2 separate regions of the Mus musculus genome follow, and region 2 is linked to region 1. The links are chromatin contacts, called in public promoter capture Hi-C maps. All regions are on one chromosome and are shown on one strand. Each heading gives the region's core, a stretch centred on a gene start, on an enhancer-like site or on the middle of the called end of the contact. The rest is flanking DNA. Distances are from core to core; before and after follow the strand shown. Region 1 overlaps Gorasp2 (golgi reassembly stacking protein 2). Region 2 has its middle 7.7 kb from the start of Gm39576.

Evidence for each region. Promoter capture Hi-C pulls out the DNA fragments that hold promoters and counts their contacts.
Region 2: a promoter capture Hi-C map of fetal liver shows a contact between it and region 1, with 4 times the contacts expected there. The contact joins two enhancer-like sites. A contact is called at or near these places in 15 of 39 promoter capture datasets (3T3-L1-derived adipocytes, the C10 cell line, the HPC-7 cell line and 9 more), 1 of 15 datasets of contacts at CTCF or cohesin (embryonic stem cells), 10 of 115 datasets of contacts at active chromatin or transcription factors (bone marrow-derived macrophages, embryonic hindbrain, embryonic stem cells and 4 more) and 3 of 9 other capture datasets (adipose tissue, embryonic stem cells and liver).

What each region holds. Positions count from the first base shown.
Region 1 is chr2:70,664,551-70,671,558 of GRCm38.p6, forward strand. The region is part of intron 1 of Gorasp2 (golgi reassembly stacking protein 2); the gene reads left to right. Among named protein-coding and RNA genes, the nearest start is that of Gorasp2, 6.5 kb to the left of the region's middle. Within about 2 kb of position 2,936, at least 13 of the 459 cell types and tissues checked have an H3K27ac peak or open chromatin away from gene starts, as enhancers often do. A contact at or near this core is called in extraembryonic endoderm stem cells, where this site is marked.
Region 2 is chr2:71,143,661-71,151,310 of GRCm38.p6, forward strand. No RefSeq gene overlaps it. Among named protein-coding and RNA genes, the nearest start is that of Gm39576, 7.7 kb to the right of the region's middle. Within about 2 kb of position 2,746, at least 29 of the 459 cell types and tissues checked have an H3K27ac peak or open chromatin away from gene starts, as enhancers often do. A contact at or near this core is called in extraembryonic endoderm stem cells, where this site is marked.

The DNA of each region.
Region 1 (7,008 bases), core at 1,686-4,185:
ACTAATTAATTAATCAGAAAGCTGTACTTTCAAGGAAAAGTTTATCAAACACCCTGAATATTTTCAAAAGTTATTTTTTAAAAGTGGGTACTTAGGCCGAAGAGATGGCCCACTGGTTAAAGTCACATACTGCTCTTGGAGAAGACCCGTGTTCAGTTCCCAGCATCTAAATTGGATGGCTCACAAATGCCTATAACTTTAACTGTAAGAGTTATACCTCTGGCCTGTGCAGGCATATGCACATACCACTGCCAAAGTGAACTCTGTAGTACACACCTTTATTCCCAGCACTCTGGAAGCTGAGGCAGGCAGATCTCCGAGTTTAAGCTCAGCCTGGTCCATATTTTGAGTTCCAGACTACTTGTGTCACAGAGTTTAAAGAAATGTTACTTTTAAAATCCAAACAATAGGCTAGAACTATGTATCACTTTTTACAGACAATGTGTCCTTAGGGCTTCTAGGTTTTATAGAAGTACTATAGGCTGCCTCCTACAGTCCCTGTATGTTGAATGCCAGATTCTTGCTTCCATTTGACATTTGTTATTAAGTGAGTCTAACAAAGCCATTCTCAAAAGTTTCATCTTTAGAGTGGTCTCTTAGATGGCCATTATAAATTTTAAAATTCTGGCCTTACATAACACTCTGAGAAAGGAGCTCTCCAAGGACATTGTGGACCCAGCGCTCACACTAGTTTGGGGAAATGCTGTTTTACTCTGTTGACTGATGGGCCATTGATACGCTTTGCATCTCCACTGTAATCAGAAGCCTAACCCAAGCTTGCTGCAGACTCCACAGTAGTTACGTGCTAACTTCAAAGTGCAAAGTGACTGTAAATTAGTCCTGTAGAAAGAACACCTGGACCATTGGGTGGAGCTGCCCTATTTTAGGGGTGCCTCACTGACAAAGAAGCCCTGTTACAGGGGACTACTTTTTTGACAAACTCATAAACAACTGGGCTACTTAATGTTGTTTTCCAAATGTAATTATAATGCTATATAAGCAGGTCCCACCTGCAGATTCTGTCTCCCTCCCCGTTGATTTCTTCAGTTTAACACCAGGAAGCTTTTTAATTCATAAGCATTCTTTGAAATTACGTTCAAATGCAGGACACAGATGATTGCAGCTTCCTACAGCCCCAGATACACAATACATGAACCCAAGGGCACCTTTAAACATTGTATCACTGAACGTAAACTTTCTGTCCAAAGACTCAAGCAAGTTAATCTGGCGGGCTGGGCTCCTCACTGGCCAGATCTCCTGTTCTCCATTACCTGTGACTTTGGTAAAGATTCTGCGAAGTGCTGGTTCCATTGCCTTCGGGGCCAGCGCCACTGACACCACTGTACTTTTTTTTTTTTAAACCGTCTTTAATATTCTACTGAAAGGACTATATCCGCAGGATTCACTAACTTAAAAAAAATGTGAACTGGTAAATACTTGGGAAGTTCAGCATGTGCTTTGCAATCTGACTGCATATTGCGTGGGGAAATGTGATTATCTAGTAAAATGACTTGTTTCTTTAAAAGACACACTCAGAGTGGTTACTTTGAGAGACCGTATACTGCCCTGTTTGCATTGCAACTAAATTTTCTACACTAGGAAAAGGAATAATGCTGGCATTTTTCTTTCTCTTCTTCCCTTCACCCATACACACCTTTTGAAACCATGAAAACATATTTTCAGAAATGGGGAACCACATCGACTAGTGGGCATAGATACCCTGAGAGACTGTTCTGGTAGACCACTAGTGTCTAGTAGACACTGGGGAACTGGATTCCAGCCCCTGATGCTAGCTCGGCTGACAGCCTGTTTGTCTGAAAGTCGACTACAGCAGTGCCTTTGTCACCTTCGTCACTCAGTCCCACAGCACACATTAGACATAAATATTTGAAAACAAGTACTGTTAAATTATAATACATCCTACCCTTCGGTTATCCTGTGCATTAAGTGAGCTATTCCATGACACACTCTGGACTGTGGTAAAGACTCAATGAAGGTTAGCTGGTGGCCTTCTTACCAGCATTACATTATTGCCTAGTTTGTGAGATCCACTCTTGCAGTAGTAATAAACAGTTTCAGCAGTGTTCCTTTCTAATCAACGTGTAGCTACTTTCTGCATGTGTGCCTAGCCCAGTATATGCTGCTATTTGAAACAAGTTTGGAGGGAATTAACAAGGTGACTTGCTAGGCACCTGTGTCCGTGCACAGGCCTGTCAACCTGAGCTTGGTCCTTAGCTCCCACAAGACAGCAGGAGATAAATGACTCCCAGGAACTGTCATCTGATTTCCACACCCATCTTTGTGTGTACATTGCACACTGTCTTATCTGTCTGTCTGTCTCTCTCTCTCTCTCCCCCCTCCTCCCTCTTTTTCATACATGTACAAAAGTAATTAAGTATAAAAGTTAAAGTTTGCTTCAAATCTGATCCTTTAATTCCTGTCCCTAAAGTATATGCATATATAGTATTTGTTGCTTTTAAAGACTTTTCGTTTTTGAAGACATTGTTTGTTTCTTGAAACTCAGGTGAGCACCATTATCTTTCTCATTACTCCGTCCTGCTATGAGTGGATACAGTCATTTGTTCCTAAGAACCCAGGTGGTCAGGGCCGTCTTCTGCATTTGGTGTTCTTCGTGCCTTCCAGCTTCACAGACCGTCTGGTGATGGCCTCACTTCACAGTTAGAGAAGCACAGAGAGGTTAAACTGATGTGCCCAATCACACCGTTAGCTCCCCTTCCTCGAGGAAAGCATCTAACTCAGTATTGGAGCTGGGGGATTGGGTAGTTCTTGCCCCCTCTTCCCAGATCTTTTCTAGAAAGCTAATTTTGCCATGCTTTTCTGCCAATTCCTTCTAGTCATCAAGAGTTGGGGTTGTTTGTTTGCGATGGGATGTGTTTGTATTGGAGCTAAAGTCTCAGCCTTCTAAGTAGTTGGGACAATAGGCAGAGTGCTTCAGCTTAATAAATAACTCATTTCAAGTTGCTTTCTGTGTTATGCATTACATCATGGGACCAGTTGTTAGACGTGAAAGGAGAATTTGTTGGTTAATGAGGCCTAACAGTCTAGCCTGTCACAGAATCGTTACTATACATTTTGTCTTTTATAACCACAGAGCATTTAGGTTTTGGGTTTTTTTTTTTATGTCACATTTGCAAAATCTTGCATTGCTGTGATCATGTAAGCACACACATATAAGGATTTATGTGTGCAGTTGAAGTGAGTCCTCCAGGGCCCATATACATGGAATTATATTCTAGTCTTTTTGAGTCAGGGCCTCACTTTGTAGTTCAGGTTGGATCTCACTAGATAGCCTAGGCCAGCCTCAAATTTGTTGTAATGCCCCTGAATCGGCCTCCTAAGAACAGGACTTACAGGTGGGCCTACCACACTCAAGTGTTTTCTAGCCTTGATTAGTATCTTTTCTGCTTTTAAGTCAGTACAAAAGTGAAAATGTGGGGCTTAAATTGAGAGCCAGGGAACATGGTGGTACAGTTATTCATAGAGATTTTACCTGTGTTTTATAAAGAAGAATCTGTGGTACAGTCTGGCTGGGGAGGTAGTGGTTGCCAAGCACGAGGACCTGAGTTTAATTCCCATTACCCAAGTAGAAAAAAGCTAGGTGTGGTGGCCTGCTTGTAATCCAAGCATTAGAGATGCTAAGATAGGCAGATCCCTGAGACTTGATAGTTCTGGTCAGGGAGAGCCCCTGTCTCAAAAAGAAAGGCAAAAAGTGCCTGAGGAAAGATACCTTAGTTGCCCTCTGACTCCTCAGCCATGAGCACATCCACACACACAAAAGAATCTATATCAGTATCCCTAGCCATCAGAGAAATGCAATTCAGAACTACTTTCAGATACCTCACTCCAGTCAGAATGGCCATCATCAATAAATGTGACAACAAATGTTGGACAGGATGTGGAGAGAAAGGAAGCCTTAGTCACTGCTGGTGGGGGGAACAGTCACTGTGAGAACCTGCTTGGAGATTTCTCAAGAAGTTAAAAACAAATAGCTGTATCACCCAGCTACACTCCTGGACAAATACCCAAAGAACACCAAACTACCATAGAGGTGTTTGCATTCCCATATTTATTGCTGCTTTATTCACTATAGCAAAAGATTGCAATCAACGTATTTGTTTATCAGCAGATGAGTGGATAACGAAAATTTGGTATATGTATGTAAAATGGAATACTACTCTGTTCTTAAAAGTAAGTCAGAAAATTTGCATGAAAGAGAATAGATTTAGAATCTGAGTTTTAAGTGAGGTCACACAATCCCAGAAAGGAAAAAACCGGTTCTCCTCATGCAGAACCTAACCAATAAGATATGTGCATGTGGCTACAGTAACAATATACGTGTGGATACAGTGTATCATGCAGGAGAGAGGACAGGAAAAGTAAACATTAGGATGGAGGATGGAGGACAGAGGACGGACTGATGCAGGTAATGAGCATGCCTGTGAAAGGAGAGCGAGCTCAGTGTGTGTCTAGGTCTAGCTGTTGTGGATTTGCAGTTTGGTGGAGGACCAGCGCATGAAGATATAGACTCAATAGGCTAAGAGATGGCTCAGAGATTAAGGGCACTGACTGCTCATCCAAAGGACCCAGGTTTGATTCCCAGCACCCGCATGGCATCTCACAGGCTCACGAGGCCCAGTGTCCTCTTCAGGCTTCTGCAGACACCAAGCAGAATAGCCATGCACATAAAGCAAACTAATAAGAAAGTTAAAAGTACCTATTTATATTGGCAATAAAACTATGCAATCCAGTGTATAGCTTCTGTTCTGAATGGCCACCCCAACTGAATAGAAGTTCATTTAGTTTCATAGTGTTTTGGTATAGTTAGTTTCTGTTCCTTGTTTTTGGTTTTTGGTTTTGTTTTTTTTTTTAAACTTACCACCTTTTTAAAAATAAGTTTGAAATTTAAACAAGGACAGTGACACAATAATAAGTGTCCCACTTAGCCTGCTGTATCCAGGAAGTCCCCCATGGATCCCTGTCCAGGTGCTTTGTGGTAGCCATTGTGTTTATACGAGCTGCAAAGCATAGAAGTTATGCGTGAAGAGTGCCCAGCTTCACTCAAACTTCTGTTACTGTGAGACTGCCCCTCCTCATCTTCTTCTCCCAGTTGGAGAGCTAAAGAGGAGAAAAGGTTGGTGCTGACTAACACATGAAGTTGAAATGGTTTTTGTTATTATTATCTTTAATATGCATTGGTGTTTTGCTTTGCATATATGCCTGTGTGAGGGTGTCTGATCCCTTGGAATTGGAGTTACAGACAGGTGTGAGCTGCTATGTGGTTGTTGGGAATTGAACCAGGGTCCTCTGGAAGAGCAGCCAGTGCTCTTACCTCTAAGCCATCTTATCTCTCCAGTCCCACGAAGTGGAATTCATAATTCCAGAGAAAAGGAGGTGGGTGTTGTGTTACTCAATCCTAATTGTCACCTAGGAGATTAGAGTACACCTCTAGGTGGCTATCTGGGGCTTCCAATGTGAGTGGGTCCTCTGGACAGTGACTTCATAAGTGCATTACTCCCTGATTAAGTCGTTGTGATGGGATTATCAGAGGTGCTGAAATGTCAGTCTAGCTGGAGGGAGCAGCCATTGAGGTCATGAACTTGAGACTGTGTCCTAGGCTAATCCATTCTAATATCCTCTTTCCTTCTCTGCTTCCTGGCTGCCATGATGTGGCTTGTTCTTCCTGGCTGCCATGGTGTGGCTTGTTCTGCCTGCCCAGTTGACCTCCAGCTCATGAAACTGAGCTGAGCTGAGCCTCTCTCTCTTAGGCTGTTCTGTCAGGTGTTTTGTCTCAGCAAGGAGAAAACCCTGACTACAGAGGCTTTCCTGGGAAGGAATCAGTAAGACAACAGAGGAAGTCAGTGTGCAGGGAGGGAGTGCTTGATTGGTTCAGGGTAAGTTTGGTAAAACTTTAATATGAAGTCAGAAGATAGAAGTTGGAAGTTATAGACCTGAAAGATGGTTCACAAAGCCTAACCACTCGTGTTCAGTCAAAGAAACCCTCGTGGACTGGTCTCACAAGGGGTCCTCTCACTCTCACACACACACCATGACATGCACACACCCACAGTCACATCAGACAAACCCATGTGAAAAGGGAAAATTGAAAGTTATTGTATTTATGACCAGAAACGTCATTGGGCAAACTTAATGTTTTGCAGCTCAAAGCAGCACATTAATGAAAAATAGAATATGCCCTTAAAAATGCCCTTATTATGTCATGAATTTTTTATATGTTTGCTGTTCTGGTTGTCTGTTCAATATTTCTTTCTATCCTAAAATCCTCCCTAACTGGATTTTATGACCTATGGAAACTTCCCACTGTATCTGGACAGTACATTAGGAATTTCTTGTTTTGAAATAAATGACTCAAATTCCAACTTCTAGACATGTTCTGTGGCTGTTGTTGGTATTTTATTTTGGTTTTGGTTTGGTTTGGAAGACAGTTTTGTGTGTCCCAGCCTGGCCTAGACTCACAGTGTAGCTGGGGATGGCTTTGAACCCATGATCCTCCTGTCTCCACTTCCTAGACAGGTTCCACTTTTCAAACTCATTTTAATGTGGTAGAAACGGCTCATTTACAATCTCATAAACTTTGCTGGTTTTTTTTTTTTTTTGGGAGGGATAACAAGATCTAGACCATTCCACCTAGCAACCACTGGTGAGTGTCTCCATGTCTGTATCAAGCTCTTCCCAGCAGCTTGTTGAAAATCCTGTGTTTACTATTGCAAAATGCTGCTGACAGGACTCTGATACAGCTGTCTTTTGTGAGGCTATGCCAGTGCCTGGCAAATACAGACGTGAATGCTCACAGTCATCTATGGGATGGAACACAGGGTCCCTAAAGAAGGAGCTAAAGAAAGTACCCAAGGAGCTAAAGGGGTCTGCAACCCTATAGGAGGATCAACAATATGAACTAACCAGTATCCCCCAGAGCTGTGTCTCTAGCTGCATATGTAGTAGAGGATGGCCTAGTTGGCCATCATTGGG
Region 2 (7,650 bases), core at 1,496-3,995, 480 kb after region 1:
TTTATTTGCAGGCGGTCGTCTGACTCCAAGAGCAGTGTGCATTCTCGGTGACTGAGCCATTCCTCCAGTTCCCATCAGTCCCTGGATCATTTCAAAACGGATTCCTATTGGCTGCCTTTTTACTTGATGATGCGCCTCATACAGCTCTTTCTTGCCCTATCTACCAGTTTATTTTACGTTTTGAACATTTTGTGGATAGGACCTTGAGAGGACTCCAGGGTCTTCTGTAAAGTCTTAGCTGCTTTAATAGGCAGTTAGCCAGCAGTGGCTGGACTCTCTTATTCCTACTTTTGCATGGGTTGCCTGGAGTCTGTCTCACATGTAGGTTGTAGAAGAGTCAAGCAGAGTTTATGTGAAGAATGTAAAGCTCTTCTTGCAATGCCAATCTTGATTTGTCAGTTTGACTGCATTGAGAGATACCCAGGAAACTGGCAAACACATTTCTGGGTACATCTACGAGGATGTTACCAAAAATGATTGCCTTGTGGGTCAGTGGACTGAGTGGAGAAGGCTCAATCCTAACATGATGGGCACCCTTCAGTAGGCCAGGACCCTGGAAGGAACAGAAAGTGGAGGACAGAGGAAGGTTGCTCATGAGAGCACATGTGACTGTCCTGGAGCAGGTAGGCGACTCACTGCCAGCGCAGCAGAAACACCAGACTCAGACACTACAGCCACTGAAAGTAGGTTTGCACCAACTTCCCCCTACCCCTACCGCCACCCCAGGCATCCAGGTCCTCAGATTCAGGTCCCACTACGATGCTGCTCTCTCTTTTTGCAAGCCTCCCTCATTTTTGGACTAAGCAGCTACTGGTCCCTTCAGCTCTCCTGTCCCAAGGAGGGACAATCCAGCTCCTGGTTGTGTCAGCCAGTCTTCTAAATATCCTCTACATTAAATGAGAACTCGGTGACCCCCTCAAATGTCTCCTCGGATACTGTCCTTCCTGATTCTCACACCACTTCCAAGCTGTTCTGATCAAGTAGGATTTTACCCTTTGGTTTTTAAAGCTGACAGACGCAGTTTCTATGGTTGTTAACTTCCATGACCACTTCCCATTTATGTTCCAGGCTTCATGGAGGGTCCCCACCACACACACTTATTTGGTTTAGTTTTCATTATTACTGTTTTAGACAGTCTTTGTACATAGCCCAGATGATGGTCCTTTAACTTACAATCCTTCTATCTCAACCTCCCAAGTGCTGGGATTACAAGGTGTGTGTGTGTGTGTGTGTGTGTGTGTGTGTGTGTGTGTGTGTGTGTGCGTGCGCGCGCGAGCGTGTGTTGGGGGCTGTAGTGATGTCACAGTGGGTAAAGGCACTTGCTGATGACCTGGGTTGGATGCCCAGAGATGACAGTTATTTGGTATTGCCCTGCCTGTTTCTACCTTACAGTGAAGGTCAGACTCTCACCTGATCTTGCAGGATGTTTAAGGCAGGCATATTTTCTACAGCTTCTAGTTGGATGAGCATTAAACTTACCAGGCCTGCAGCTCAGCTAGAAGTTAGAGGGTCACCTTGAGCAACACTGTCCAGAGCAGCTTTTAGACCAGGATCAACATGGTGGAAGGAGTCAGCCAACTCCAGGAAGTTGTCCTCTGGCCACCACATGCAAGAGAACATGCGCACCACCACCCGCAATTCACAGAGGCATAATATTTTTTAATATCCATAGTTTCTGGTTATTCTGTGGGTCTGTTGTTTCAGTAGAAGCCATGCCTTTGTTATGAAAAACCAGAACTATCTGGCGCTTTTAATTGCCAGCATATAATTGAAGTCTCCAAGATGGAAAGTATAATATTTTTGTTTAATTTATTTGAACAGAGAGTTTTTTCTTATAACTATCTTTATTATTTTCAATTACACATGTGTGTGTGTGTGTGTGTGTGTGTGTGTGTGTGTGTGTGTGTGTGTGTATAGGTTTGTGCGCACGAATGCAGGAGGCCAGAAGCATTAGATCCTCCAGACTGGAAGTACCAGAGAGTTGTGACCTGCCTGATGTGGGTGCTGAGAACCGAACTTGGGTCCTCAGCAGGAGCACCGCTCACTCTTAATTGCTGAGCCATTTCTCCAGCCCTGGGACCTTTCTGTTTAACAGCTGCAGAATGATTGTGCTGTAGTTAAGCAACGCAAATACACGGAGGCCACGGGGAGGATATCAGGCGTCCTGCCTTGTCACTGTCTGTCCTGCTCTTCTGAGACAGAGTTTCTCACAACCTGGAGCTAGGCTGAGGGTAATTCCCTTGTGGCTGGCCCCACAGCACTGGGGCTGTAGGCATTCGAACTGTCACGCTGTGTGTTTCATGTGGTGCTAGGATGCAAACCCAGTGGTAATCTGGAATCTTACCCACCAGGCCATAGCATGGCAAAGAGAATATCCTAAGTACTGCTCAGACTTAGGAGCAAAGTCTGCCTTCAAATATTGCCATTGTAATCAGGTCAGAATCTGGTAAGCATACTCAAATATGGCACCCCACGTTCTCTGTCTTGCTAAGCTTAGCATCCCCTCTGACATTCAGATCCTTAGACACGGCTTAGGAAAAGCTTTCTGTTGCTCTGCCTCTCATTTGATCTGGGCTAAATGTTATTCCTCAGAGTCACAGAAGCCAGATCCCACCGTTAGTTACCCAGTCTTATCAGAGTAGACTTATCATGGCTCCTTTGAACTTGCAGACCTACAGAATGGCCAGCTAGATGTTTGTTGAGCACTCATGAATGATTAACCATGATAACTAGAGTAGTGTTGCAAGAGAGACAGGGAGTAGGTGAGGGAGAGGAACTCGTGTGGGGAGGCCAGAGCTGGCTCTGGAATGTAGAGCTAGCTGTGGGAGTGGCCCTAAGGTTAACTTACTCCTCTGCCTGACTTTCCCTAGTCTCTTGGCCTCTCTCCGTTTCTGTGGCTCAGCCCTACTGTTTCCCCTACTGAAGGTCATTCTAGTTAAGGTGTATACAGAGAAAAATGGGAGCTGGAGAGGTACCTCAACACTGAGCTCTCTCTCTCTCTCTCTCTCTCTCTCTCTCTCTCTCATATACACACATACATAATTAGCAGTATGATATAACGAATAATTAATGAACAACTGTTAACTTTGGATCGGAGTAAGATAATGAAAAGTTTAAATGCCCCATTATATTTATTTTTTTTTTTTATAATTAACACCACTGTTTTGTTTTGAGCTAAAGTCTCACTGTGTAACCTACACTGGCCTCAAACTTGTGGCCCTCAGATGCCAGCCTAGCCCCCGGGACAGCCTACTTGCAGACAGATGGATTAGTTGCCAGGTCCCCAGAGGCATAAACATTCATAATCTCCCAAAGTTAATGTTAAATACTGAAACCGAGAAGGCACAACATCATGAGAATGGGCAGAGCAGAAAGATCTAGACTCTTGTCAGGGTGCTATGGTTTAGAATGGTCTAGAAGCAGAACTGAGAACAAGTCCCTCAATTTCTCTGGCCTCTTTGAAAGCAGCCCCTTCGTTATCCACTTAGCAGTTAGTTCTTGAGGATCCCCTATCTGCACAGGTCGGATTGCAGATACTCAACTGGGCTCATGCTAGGATTCTAATGTCACACTTTATGGATCCAATTTATTCCCCTGCCATTGCTTTCCTTAAACACAGAATGACCCAGAGTTCTCCTAGCTTATGAGTGCAGTGGTAATTGTGGTTTTCAGAGGCCTCAGGAAGAAGGTCAGTGGGTCTTATGAAGGTCCACAAGAGCGGCAATAACAGAAGAAAGGATAAGCTTTTGTCATGTGTGTGCCTGCCTGGGATCTCAGACCGAGAGGATTGCCACTAGTCTGAGATCAGCCTGGGCAACAGAGTGAGACCCTGTCTCAACCCTCTTACTCCCCCCAAAGACTAAAGAAACAAAGTAGTTCCTTAAAGGCAGATCAGAACAGGGGATGGAGAGAGAGCCCCGCTGTCAAAAGCATGTCCATGACCTGAGTTAGAGTCTAGCATCCTTGTCAGATAGCTCACAGCTGCCTGTGACTCCAGCTCCAGGGGATCTGACACTTCTGGCTTCTAAGGCACCTGCAGGTATGTGCACATCCCCTGACCCCAGAAAGGCAGTGCACTTTCTGCCACGCAGACATGCATGCATGCACATTACTAATGATAATATAAGTACATTTCTTTTATAAAGAAAGAAAAGATGAACCAGAAAAGACAGCCCTTGGCCCTGAAGAGCTTAGAGGAAGGAGATGAAGGAACTCAGCAAAAGCACGGGAGGTAATCACAGTTCAGGGCTGTTGAAACACTCTGTCCTCTGAAGTACAATTGCTCATCCTTCACTTGAAACGAAGTAGCAATTATGAGTTTGCAATCCCTGCTACCGAGGGAGAGAGCAGACTGAGTGACTTTGTTCCTGAAGATTTGGCACTGTGCACAGGCTCTGACAAAGGTGGGGTCTGTGAGCCAGGATCAATAGAGGCTGCTGTTTGGCTCCGTGCAAAAAGCCCCACGACTTAAACGCAGACATAAAGGATGCAATAATGTCAGGAGCAGCTATTTTTATGCTTCTCAGAAGAAAAGATATTTCTATATTTTGCTAGGCACAATGGTTTGCTGTGTTCTGTCTCTGGAATATTCTCCTTTGATTATGCTTCCTGATTGCACAGTCACAGTTTTGTGAACTCAATTGTTGTCCCTCGTTGTATGACAAAGTGCTTACCAGGGTGATTCAAGGACTGTCAGCAACACATGGTCACATAAGGTTGTGACCTCATCACTCATGTGAACATGCTTGTGTGCATGGTGAATGAGGGGGGTATCTAAAAAATCTGATGACGATCCCCCAAAAATCTTTGTGCAAAACTTGTTGAGCTGTGACTCCAGCTCCAGGGGATCTGACACCTCCAGTTTCTAAGGCACCTGCAGGCATGTGCACATCCCCCTGCCCCCAGAAAGGCAGTGCACTTTTTGCCACCCAGACATGCAAGTGAGAGACCCAAGAACTCAATGTCATCACATGTCAGAGACCCCCTGATGCTTTCCTGGGGCTATTTAGGTGAGAAGGTCACTGTGTCTAGACAGGAACATACAGGTTTTCATGGCAATCCAAAGTCATGTATTCCTGGCCATTATGACAGTTTGATTTATTACATAAATACAGCAAAATAAATTCATACTTCACTATGTAAAAATAAATAAAATTCCTGATGTCTTCTCTTCTTGTATCAAAAGAGGAATGTTCAATTGGGATCATAAATAATATATCATACTATTTCGGTGCCTTTGAGATTGTACATTACATATTCTACACTTAAATATTTACAGCGCAATCAGTCACTTTATAGTCTCAAGCCTGATTTTTACCGACTGATGTAAAAACTTCAGGAATCTCTCTAAGGGGCAACTTCATCTGTAATGTGGAACTGAGATAACTGAAGCCTCAAAACCTAGGGATTGGCAGGGGAGATGGGTTTGTTTATAGTTTGGGCCAAATCTGAAGAAAAAGAATTCTGTCTCTGCCTTCCCTGTGGCCACATCATGATTTGCAGAACAGATGAAACGAAGCCGGGAGATGTGTAAATGCAAGTTAGCCATGACCCTGGCCATCATCAGGAGGAAGCTAAGTCCTGTCCCTCTGTCTCCAGGAGCCCCATGGCTAGTCTGTCCTCACCCACAACAAAGAATTTCCTGGAAAAAGTGTAATTCCAAGAGTCTTGCTACAAGCCTGCCTTATGAAATAAAACCATCCCAGATGCCCATCAACAGATAATGGGGCAATTGGATTGTGGCTCATGTGGAAAACGAGTACTATTCAGGTATAAAGAAAATGAATTCATGAGATTGGTAGTAAGTTGATGGATTTTAAAAATAAATCAAACAAAGTGACACAAACTCATCAAGAGAGAAAGCCTTCATGTTCTCCTTTTTATGCTGATATGAGCTTAGAATGTGCACATTTATATGTGTAAACAGGTGTGATTGTGGGCATGGTATGAAATTTAGAAAGACAGTGGAGTAGGTGAGAGGGGAGGAGGGAACGTAGGGGAGAGGACACATAAGTCTCGAAAAATGTCTGTAAAGCTTGTTTTTTTCTAGATTCAACTTCATTGTTTTGAGTGCTAAAGTAGCAGGAACTATTTTTTGCATTCTTAGGAGAATCAAGCATCATTGGGGCTGAAGAGATGGCTCAGCAATTAAAGATATTTGTTGCTCTTCAGAGGACACACGTCTGATACCCAGCATCCATGCGCTAGCTTACACATCTGTAACTCCAATCCCAGGGGACCCAGTGCCTTCTTCTGACCCCCCTCAGACACCAAGCAGGCTTGTGGTACACATTTACGTGTAAGGAAAAGAGGAAGTGAGGTCCTGAGGGAATGTTTGCTGCTGACGTGAGCGTGGTCATGCCAAGGACCTAGCCTCAGGCCCGGAGGAACAAGGCAAAGCCATCCCATCTGATCCACATGTAGATACTGACGGTATGTGTAGAAATGTCCACCATAGCTTATGCTCCCCGGATATTTATAGCCTGAATACAGTTTCCCTACAGAGATTGTTCCTACCGAGATTAGCCAAATGTGTCACCTTAATCCACCTCTACACCATAAACCCTGCCTCCCTGCTTATCTGTACGAAGTAACCTTGACTCCCGTTCAGCTGTATGCATACCCCGGACTCCCTGCTCAGCTGTATGTGTTAGTCCTGCCTCCCCAGCCAACTGTGTATAGTAAACATGCTGAACTTCTGGAGTGCTGTAGTCTCTCCATCAAGGATCCCGGTCCACCCTATCCCAGCTTTCCTGTCTGTCTGTCTGATTGCCTGTCTATCCACCTTTCCTTCATTCTCTCTTTGCCCTCGTCAGGTCTGTCTCTGGAACCATGCTGCAACATGGCTTATATATATGCAGGGAAAATGCTCATACACATACAATAGAATAAATAAATGGTTTGTAAAATTAAAAAGAATCTAAGCTAGGCAGTGGTGGTACATGCCTTTAATCCCAGCACTCAGAAGGCAGAAGCAGGGTGATCTCTGTGGGCACAAGGCCACTCTAGTCTACAGAGTAAGCTCCAGGATAGCCAAGGTTATAGAGAAACCCTATCGCAAACAACAACAACAACAAAAAATCTAGTATGTTATTACTTTGAGGCAGTGATTTTGAAAGTTGGCTTTTCTTTCTTAATTCCATTGTTCATCAGTTGCAATATAAATTAGATATGACTACTCACTGAATACATTTGTTACATGACTCATTTAGAAAAGATGATTTTTTTTTTAAAAATTAATATGTGGTGAGGTACCTAGTATTATTGCAACTTGGTGTGCCATGTTTGGTAGATATTTCTGGGAGGTCTGTCCTTTTCTGAAGGGAAATGGATGAGTGGATGGAGAGAGGGGAGGCACGACAGGGGTTGGGGGGACACTGTGGTCTGGAAGTAATATATGAGAGAATAAATTAATTAAAAAGGTAATAAAAAATTTTAAGATGAAGTAAGTTCTTACCCCTTAAAGGTGAGCAAAACTTAGCAATTCACTTGTTAAAATAAAATAAAATAAAATATAAAATAAAAACGAGGGGCGCAGGTCTAGTACTGTGTGTGCTGGTTAGCTTTAACTCTCAATTTTACAGTCTAGAACCTAGAATTCCCTGGACAGGGAGTCTCAATGAAAGATCTAGATTACGTTGATCTGTGGAT